Regions from separate parts of the Neogale vison genome. Here region 1 is linked to region 2. A link is a contact called in public Hi-C data. All regions are on one chromosome and are shown on one strand. Each heading gives the region's core, a stretch centred on a gene start, on an enhancer-like site or on the middle of the called end of the contact. The rest is flanking DNA. Distances are from core to core; before and after follow the strand shown.

Region 1 (3,379 bases), core at 61-2,560, 350 kb before region 2:
AAAACCCAAAAGTACAAACCCAACCACTGAAATCCTATTTGTAGTCCATTTGGGTCATTAAAGCACCAAGTACCATTAATTTATGGCAATGAGGAGAGGCAAGCTTTGCATTATTTCGGAACACACTACATGATCTCCATAATTAATTCAGTAAATTAGACTTATCACTCCAGAAATATCTTGCTAGATCCCATTTCGAGTTCAATGATGTTTCTGAGCAATTTCATTTCGAATACAGAGTGATGGTAGCATACTCAGAATTCCAAGATGGCGAGACGACTTGGCTAATGTAGTCCAAGACTTGCTTGCCTGTTAGCATGCTGGGACAGGTCAGGGATTCAAAAATTTCAATGTAGAGGAAGCAAACTGAATTTTTGCTTCGGATGCTGGAGCTTCTTTTCTAAACATCAAAAGAATGAAGCTACCCTTGGCAAAAATCATAAAGATAAAGCTTGTCCTCCAGTTTCTCTTACTGTTTTCTCCTTCCCTTTTCCCGAGGTTTAACTCAGCGGGAAAAGTTTAGAATATTATTTCGATTCTTGTGCTTATCAAAGAGAAATGTTTCCTTCTCCTCTGCCGAGGGTTAGAATTCCCTGGGAATTCAGGGACCCTGAAACTCATATTTCCTTTAGTTAAAAGTAAGGGGGGTAAAATTCAGGATTAAAAACCAAAACCGAATCCAGGGTTCTCTTTCGGGGGAAGGGAGAACGGGTGGGTGGGGTCAGCCCGGTGCAGCGTGGCCCCGGGGCACCGGATGTCATCCCGCGGCTCTCGGATCACCCTCGCAGCAACGTCGCGCCAGGCTCGCCGCGCGCCTGCCTCCGCACCGGTGGGAGCCGGCCCAGGTTTTCTTCTCCTACCGCGGTCCATCCCTCCCGCCTCATAGCGACCCTGGCTACGCCGAGGCCGGAGCCTTTGTAGCCAAGTTGGCAGTGAGGCCGCGGCCCCCCCCCCGCCCCCGCTCCGCCTTGGGCCTGAAAGCGCCGCGTTTCCGCCGGCAGGGGGCGTTGCAGCGGCGGCCCGAGGCCCGCGGTGCGGGGACCGACCCGAGGCTGGAACCTCGCACTCAGCGTTGGGGGCGCGCAGCACCGCCGGGCGGGACTGGCCAGGGGTCAGGGGCCAGAGGCCAGAGGCCAGGATCGCGGCACTCGCGGCGGCCCAGCTTGGCTCCGCGGTGCAGCGCCGGCACGCCCGGCCGCGGTCCCGGGCGACTCCCTCGGTGACGCGGGGCGCGTTCCTTCCTCTTCCTTTCGCCTCTCCGGCCCCGCCTTCCCTTCCCTCCGCCCATCTCCCCGAAGCGGAGCCGCCGCCGCCGCCAGCCGCGCCGTCATGTCGGCCCCCGCCGAGTCCCCTCATCCGGCCGCCAGCGCCCGGATCTCGCCCAAGCTTGGCGGAGCCACAGCCTCAGGAGCCGCCACGCCCGCAGGCCCGGGCCCGGCGCCGCACCAGCAGAACGGTGAGGCGGCCCGCCCCAGCGGAGCGCGGGGCCTAGCGCCGGCGGGGCAGCCTGCGCGGCCGCTCAGGACACACCGGGCCCGGCCCAGAGGGGTGATGGGGCGGGGGATGCCGTGGGTGGGGGCGAAGGTGAGGGGAGCCGCGGACGAGGCTAAGCTGGGGGCGGACTGTGGGGGGGGGCGCGGGGCGTTGGGTGCGGGGCGCGGGGGGGAGGGGACGGGCGCCCTGGCGCGGGGGCGGGGGCCGACCCGGGAAAGCTGGGGCCGGGGCTGTTTACGTAATGTGACCCTAGGCCCGAAGGCGTCCGGGGTTAGTAGGGGAGGTGGACAAGGAGGGGCCCAGGTCCGCTTTAAAAAACCCTCGTAACCCGGCCTGAGCGCCGGCGAGTTGCCCCGAACGACCCTTTCGCCGGCGAAAAGCCGAGGCCGCGGAGTGCGCGGTGTGGGGAAGCCTGGTGTAGCCCGCGAGCTGTACGGATTGTGCCCTTCCCGTCTCAGGAAAATTGCTTTGATTTCTGCGGCCCAGCGAGCACGTTGCCTTGAAGGGAACTTAAGTTAGCGCTCAAGTTTGTAGACAAAAGGGTGTAAATATGCAACACAAGTGTAACCCTAATCCTGACCCAGTTCGGCCGCAGGCTCTGTCATTGCTGCTGCGGCTGCCGCTCTGGCGTTCAGAGTCTGCTTGTGGTGTTGGAAAGGGAGCAGGTGTCAGACGGATTTAAACGAACACCTTTAGATTGTGGGGGGGGGGGCGGCTTTTTTTTTTTCCGCCAGCTCCACTTTCAGAAAGACGACAGCATGCTAGAGTTAGCCCCGCTTGGAGGGAAGCTTCCAAGGCCTTCACACAGGCTGCAGCCAGTGCGACTTGAAAGCCGCGTTCATGCTAAAGTCGTAGCATTTTAGTATGCGGGAGATTCAAGTGAAAAACGATCATTTCTAGGATATTTATTCCCTGATCGTTGGGATCTGAATGTTTGTGGGTGGTGCCGGGGAAGGGGGACCTCACGTTATAAACTTGATAGTATTTTAGATGAGAACCCTCGAAAGTCATGAAAAAGGCCCTGTTTTTGTAAGAGAACAAAACTACACTAGTACTTTTCAAACAGTTGTTAGACTGACCTGTTTTGTCCAAATGGTTAATGGAAATTCACTGGACTATATAAATCAGTTCAGCCACTATGTGGTTTTTCAGCTGACACTTTTCAAACATGAATACCGTTTATCCTGAGTATCAGAGGTTGAATTTTTTTTTTTTTTTTTTTTCATAAAAGTGATGTCTTGGGCCGGCTATCTTTTGGATCAGCCATACTTGTCAATATTACATGCTTTACTTCCAGTGGTCATTGTTTACTAGGGTGTAGAGTGAACAGTGTAGTAGATTTTGTGTTCCTGTCCTGAACATTCATATTTCTGAGCAGTGTTTGTCCTTGTAAACTTGATATAAATTGTTGTTTTTCCTTTTAAACGTTCTTCTGTGTAAAGGAACTAGCACATGTTTTTTTAAGGAGAGATTGCAAGTCTTTTGGAGTATTGTAAACCCATGTTTAACAGTGATCCAAGGATTGTCTTTTCTTGATTTTCTGGGTATGCGTTATTTTGTTAGTGAATGATTCTTTTTCAAGATTTTATTTATTTATTTGACAGAGATCACAAGTAGGCAGAGAGGCAGGCAGAGAAATAGAGGAGGAAGCAGGCTCTCCGCAGAGCAGAGAGCCCGATGTGGGGCTGGATCCGAGGACCCTGGGATCATGACCTGAGCCCAAGGCAGAGGCTTTAACTCACTGAGCCACCCAGGTGCCCTGTGAATGATTTTTTTTAAAAAGTGGCAAATACGGCTCTTAGCCTTACAAATTTTGTGAAGGCCCAAGAGATGCCAGGATATCTATTGTAATGAGGATATTAAATCTGTTAAGAACATTAGAAGC
Region 2 (3,710 bases), core at 867-3,366:
TAGGAAGTATATGACAACAATGGAGGAAAGAGAAGCAAGGCAATCGTGCTGGCCTGATTAAGCAGAGGGATGGTGTACAATATAGGAAGAAAATAAAATTAATCACTACAGGACCTAATCAATGGAGAGATTTTACTCTAGACTTGTTTCTAAAGGATGTGGAGAGCTCTCTGAGGTCTTGAGAATAAACCATTTTAGTTAGGTCAGTATGTCATCATACGCAATACAGATGGAAGAAAAGTTATACATGGAAACATTTATTATGGACTTTTCAATACTTATAGATTATATTGAGTGATTTAGGGTAGGAATTAACACAGGAAGTATGGTAATGACAACAAGATGCCTGTAATTACAGCAGAAAGCTATCTTCCAGGAATTAATAGAAATTGACAGCTTTGGATAAGAGATCAATCAAGGCTGGGGTGGCGATGATGCTAACAATGACAAAAGGAGACTGCTCAAAGATCTGAGTCAAAAGATTCAGAAATGAGGAGTATGATGCTACTGTGAGGGCTGGCAGGTGGCTGGAATGATGCACAATTTGGGATGAGTAATAAATGGGGAGTGGGCACAGAAAAGGACTGAAGACTCTGAGAATCTAATGTTCTACTTTATTCCTCTAACTGCCTGGAGAAGTTACTTCACTTTCTTGAATGTTAGTTTTTTACTGACAATAAGTAAAATAAAGGGGCACCAGATAATCTGGAAGGTCTTAAAAAACTTTAATGATTTCATCACAGTGAGTTAGAGTTAGCAGTGGACACCTAATGGAGCTAAACACTGAACATAAAAGTTAGATGAAGCAAAGCAAAATAGAGCAAGGCAGTCAAGAGTAATTTTCTATATGATCTACAGAATTTAAAGTACATTTACCAAATCTGAATAAAAAATATATTTATTAAGTTCCTTTCATACATAGGATTGTTAGGGGCTTTCTCAAAAAGTTTATGTATTAGTGTAGAAGGCATATTGTGATTTCTAGCATTTCATAGTGAAGTTTACAACATTGTTTCCAAATCAAAATTAGCCTCTGAGGTAGGTACCAATCTCTGCCCTTTCAGAGGCACAGTATTCAACTGCGTCAAATACCAAGGGAAGGTCTCAGACAATTCTGGTGTAAAAGATACCATCCAGAGGCCCCTGGGTGGCTCAGTGGGTTAAAGCCTCTTCCTTTGGCTCAGGTCATGATCCTAGGGTCCTGAGATGGAGCCCCCCATCCGGCTCTCTGCTCAGGAGGGAGCCTGCTTCCTCCTCTCTCTCTGCCTGTCTCTTTGCCTACTTGTGATCTCTGTCTGTCAAATAAATAAATAAAATCTTAAAAAAAAAGATACCATCCAAATTTAATAAACGGTTCACTAGCTTTCTTTGGAAAAGAAATTACACTGGAAGCTGAAATTAGATATCAAGGGCTTAAAGGGGAAGAGGGGCTTGCAGCACAGACGGTCCAGAGTCTGTCAGTGCTAAAAGTGTACTGGACAGGTGCTCCGGGCTAGTTCAGTTGGAAGAGCCTGCCACGCTCCACCTCCCAGTTGTGTTTTGGAGCCCCACGTTGGGTGTAGAGATTATTTAACTAAAGCATGTTAAAACAAAAACAAAAACAACTGGACAAACAATAAACCGTTTGGTGCAAAAGATAAAAATATTTGGCTTTTGTCACATAAAATATACTTTTAAAGAAAAAAATATTTTTAAGATACACATACACCCAGTTTTTCTTCCTTTAACTGATGAAACCGTAGGAGAGGACAGGCGCAGTCAGCTCACAATCGTACATACTTCAAAAGGTCCGGGAGAAACAAGCGCTCCCAAGAACGCAGGAAGACCTTGCACGGGGTTGCAATGCCACCAGATCGACCTCTGGGCAGAGCGCAGCTGAAAAGTCCTCAGAGATGTGGGCTGCAGAGTTGCTGCGGCTGGCAATGAATTGACGAACGAGGAAACCATTTCACGGCCTGAAAAGCCAGGGCTCACGGCCAGTCCCCCGCCACTTAGAACACGCAGGCTCCCGGGAGAAGGGCGGATCACTAACGCCAGCCATCTCCCAGGGCAACAGCGTGAGGGAACTTCCTGCAGCCTCTTTGCATTCAAAGGACGCCACTATTATACGTCACTTCCTACGTAGGTGAAGGCAAGTTGACCTGTCGTGAACTGGGGTTTGAAGTCAGATAGTACTGCTGCTCTTCCAGCGGAAAAGGCTGTTCTGAAAGGCGACGGCGCCCCGGGTTCTGCCGGTAATTGGCTTTTTGTAAACCAGTCCTTCAAGTTTCTAGCCGTTTCCCACCGCACCCCACCCCTCCTCGCTTCGCCCTCAGTGTGTGCGGGTACGGTGGCCGAGGAGGCTCGTGTATAGCGGAAGAACAGGGCAGGTGGGCGTGCTCAGCGGGGCTGGAGGTGCACGTGGCGTAGGTGAGTTGGAGTAGGGAGCAGAAGGGTCCGAAAATGGCTGGATCCGGAATGCCGCTAAGGGAGGGTTGGGGGGAGGAAGGGAATGCGTTGTGAAGACCTTCTTGCCTGCTCGGGGAGGAGGTACTAAGCGGGGACGCCGAGGCTGGTGAGTGGTCCGGTCAGCGCGCACAGGCTCTGGGGAGGTGACTCTCCTCACCTTTTAGGTTCATCTCTAGCGACTTGGTCGTGCGTGAGGTGGCAAGGTTGCTGTATTTATTATTGTCCCCCCGTATGGTGTTCTGAGCGTGGCTCAGAGGGGTTAGGTGGTGCACCCAGACGGCACAGTGACCCAACGGTACGCACTTTTTTTTTTCTCACCAGGTAAAGTAAGCATGTCTTTTCGAGGAGGAGGTCGGGGAGGCTTTAATCGAGGTGGCGGCTTCAATCGCGGCGGCAGCAACAACCATTTCCGAGGCGGAGGCGGGAATTTCAGAGGCGGCGGTGGCGGCCGAGGAGGATTTGGACGAGGAGGTGGCCGCGGAGGCTTTAACAAGGGCCAGGACCAAGGACCTCCGGAACATGTAGTTTGTATGTCGCCTTAAATCATAGCCTGCTTGTTAGCCTGCTTGGGGCGGAGGTTATGGGTTTAAGTTCGGGGGTTACATGCTGAAAGATACCTCTAGCAGCTCTCATACGGAAGTTGCTGCTTGGTTGGGGAGTCAGTTCTGGAGATGCTTAAACTGACTTGAAATAATGCTTTATTGCTGTGATGAGAAAGGGAAGATGAAGAAAGCAAAAGAACACGTAGAATGCGTACGTGGAGGTGGAAATTGAGCTTGGGCTGAAAACGAAGTTATTACGTAGGTAGTATTATGTATTTACTCCTGTTGTTCCCGTTTTACAGGTAAGAAAACTGTGATTCAGAGTTAGGTTTCTTTACAGGGATCATAGTAATAAGTGATCAGTTTGAGATACAAAGCTTTTCTGACTCCAAAGCCCATGCTCTCAGTTGCTGTTCATAAGTAAGAGAAGTGTGAAATATTGCTTGGAAGGGATATTATAGAGGGGAAGCCAAGAAAAAGACCTAATTAGAGTAGTTTTTGAAATAATTACCAATGAGGTGGGATGGAAGCTGTGGAATGTGACACAGATTTGACAGTAGAAACCTACATCAAAAAGGAGAAATGATGAAGAGAGTTTAATATAAAGATAAGGTTGGGCCTTAAAAGCAGTTGTGCAACATGGTTTGAAGAGTGCAAAGGGTAGAGTCATAGGTCCTAGCCCACCAGCATGCAATGATCCAGGCATGGTGCACTGTGAGG

What was found. Hi-C and Micro-C count contacts between places; a contact is called where the count stands out from the background.
Region 1: a Hi-C map of muscle shows a contact between it and region 2, with 7 times the contacts expected there. The contact joins the promoter of SEC24B here to the promoter of GAR1 in region 2. A contact is called at or near these places in 2 of 3 Hi-C or Micro-C datasets (fibroblasts and muscle).

The regions. Positions count from the first base shown.
Region 1 is chr11:99,891,861-99,895,239 of ASM_NN_V1, reverse strand. SEC24B (protein transport protein Sec24B) reads left to right here and starts at 1,310. Exons shown (of 23, transcript XM_044224285.1): 1 at 1,310-1,456. The coding sequence starts at 1,330.
Region 2 is chr11:99,541,880-99,545,589 of ASM_NN_V1, reverse strand. It overlaps GAR1 (H/ACA ribonucleoprotein complex subunit 1), which reads left to right and starts at 2,116. Exons shown (of 7, transcript XM_044224265.1): 1 at 2,116-2,234; 2 at 2,770-2,976. The coding sequence starts at 2,781.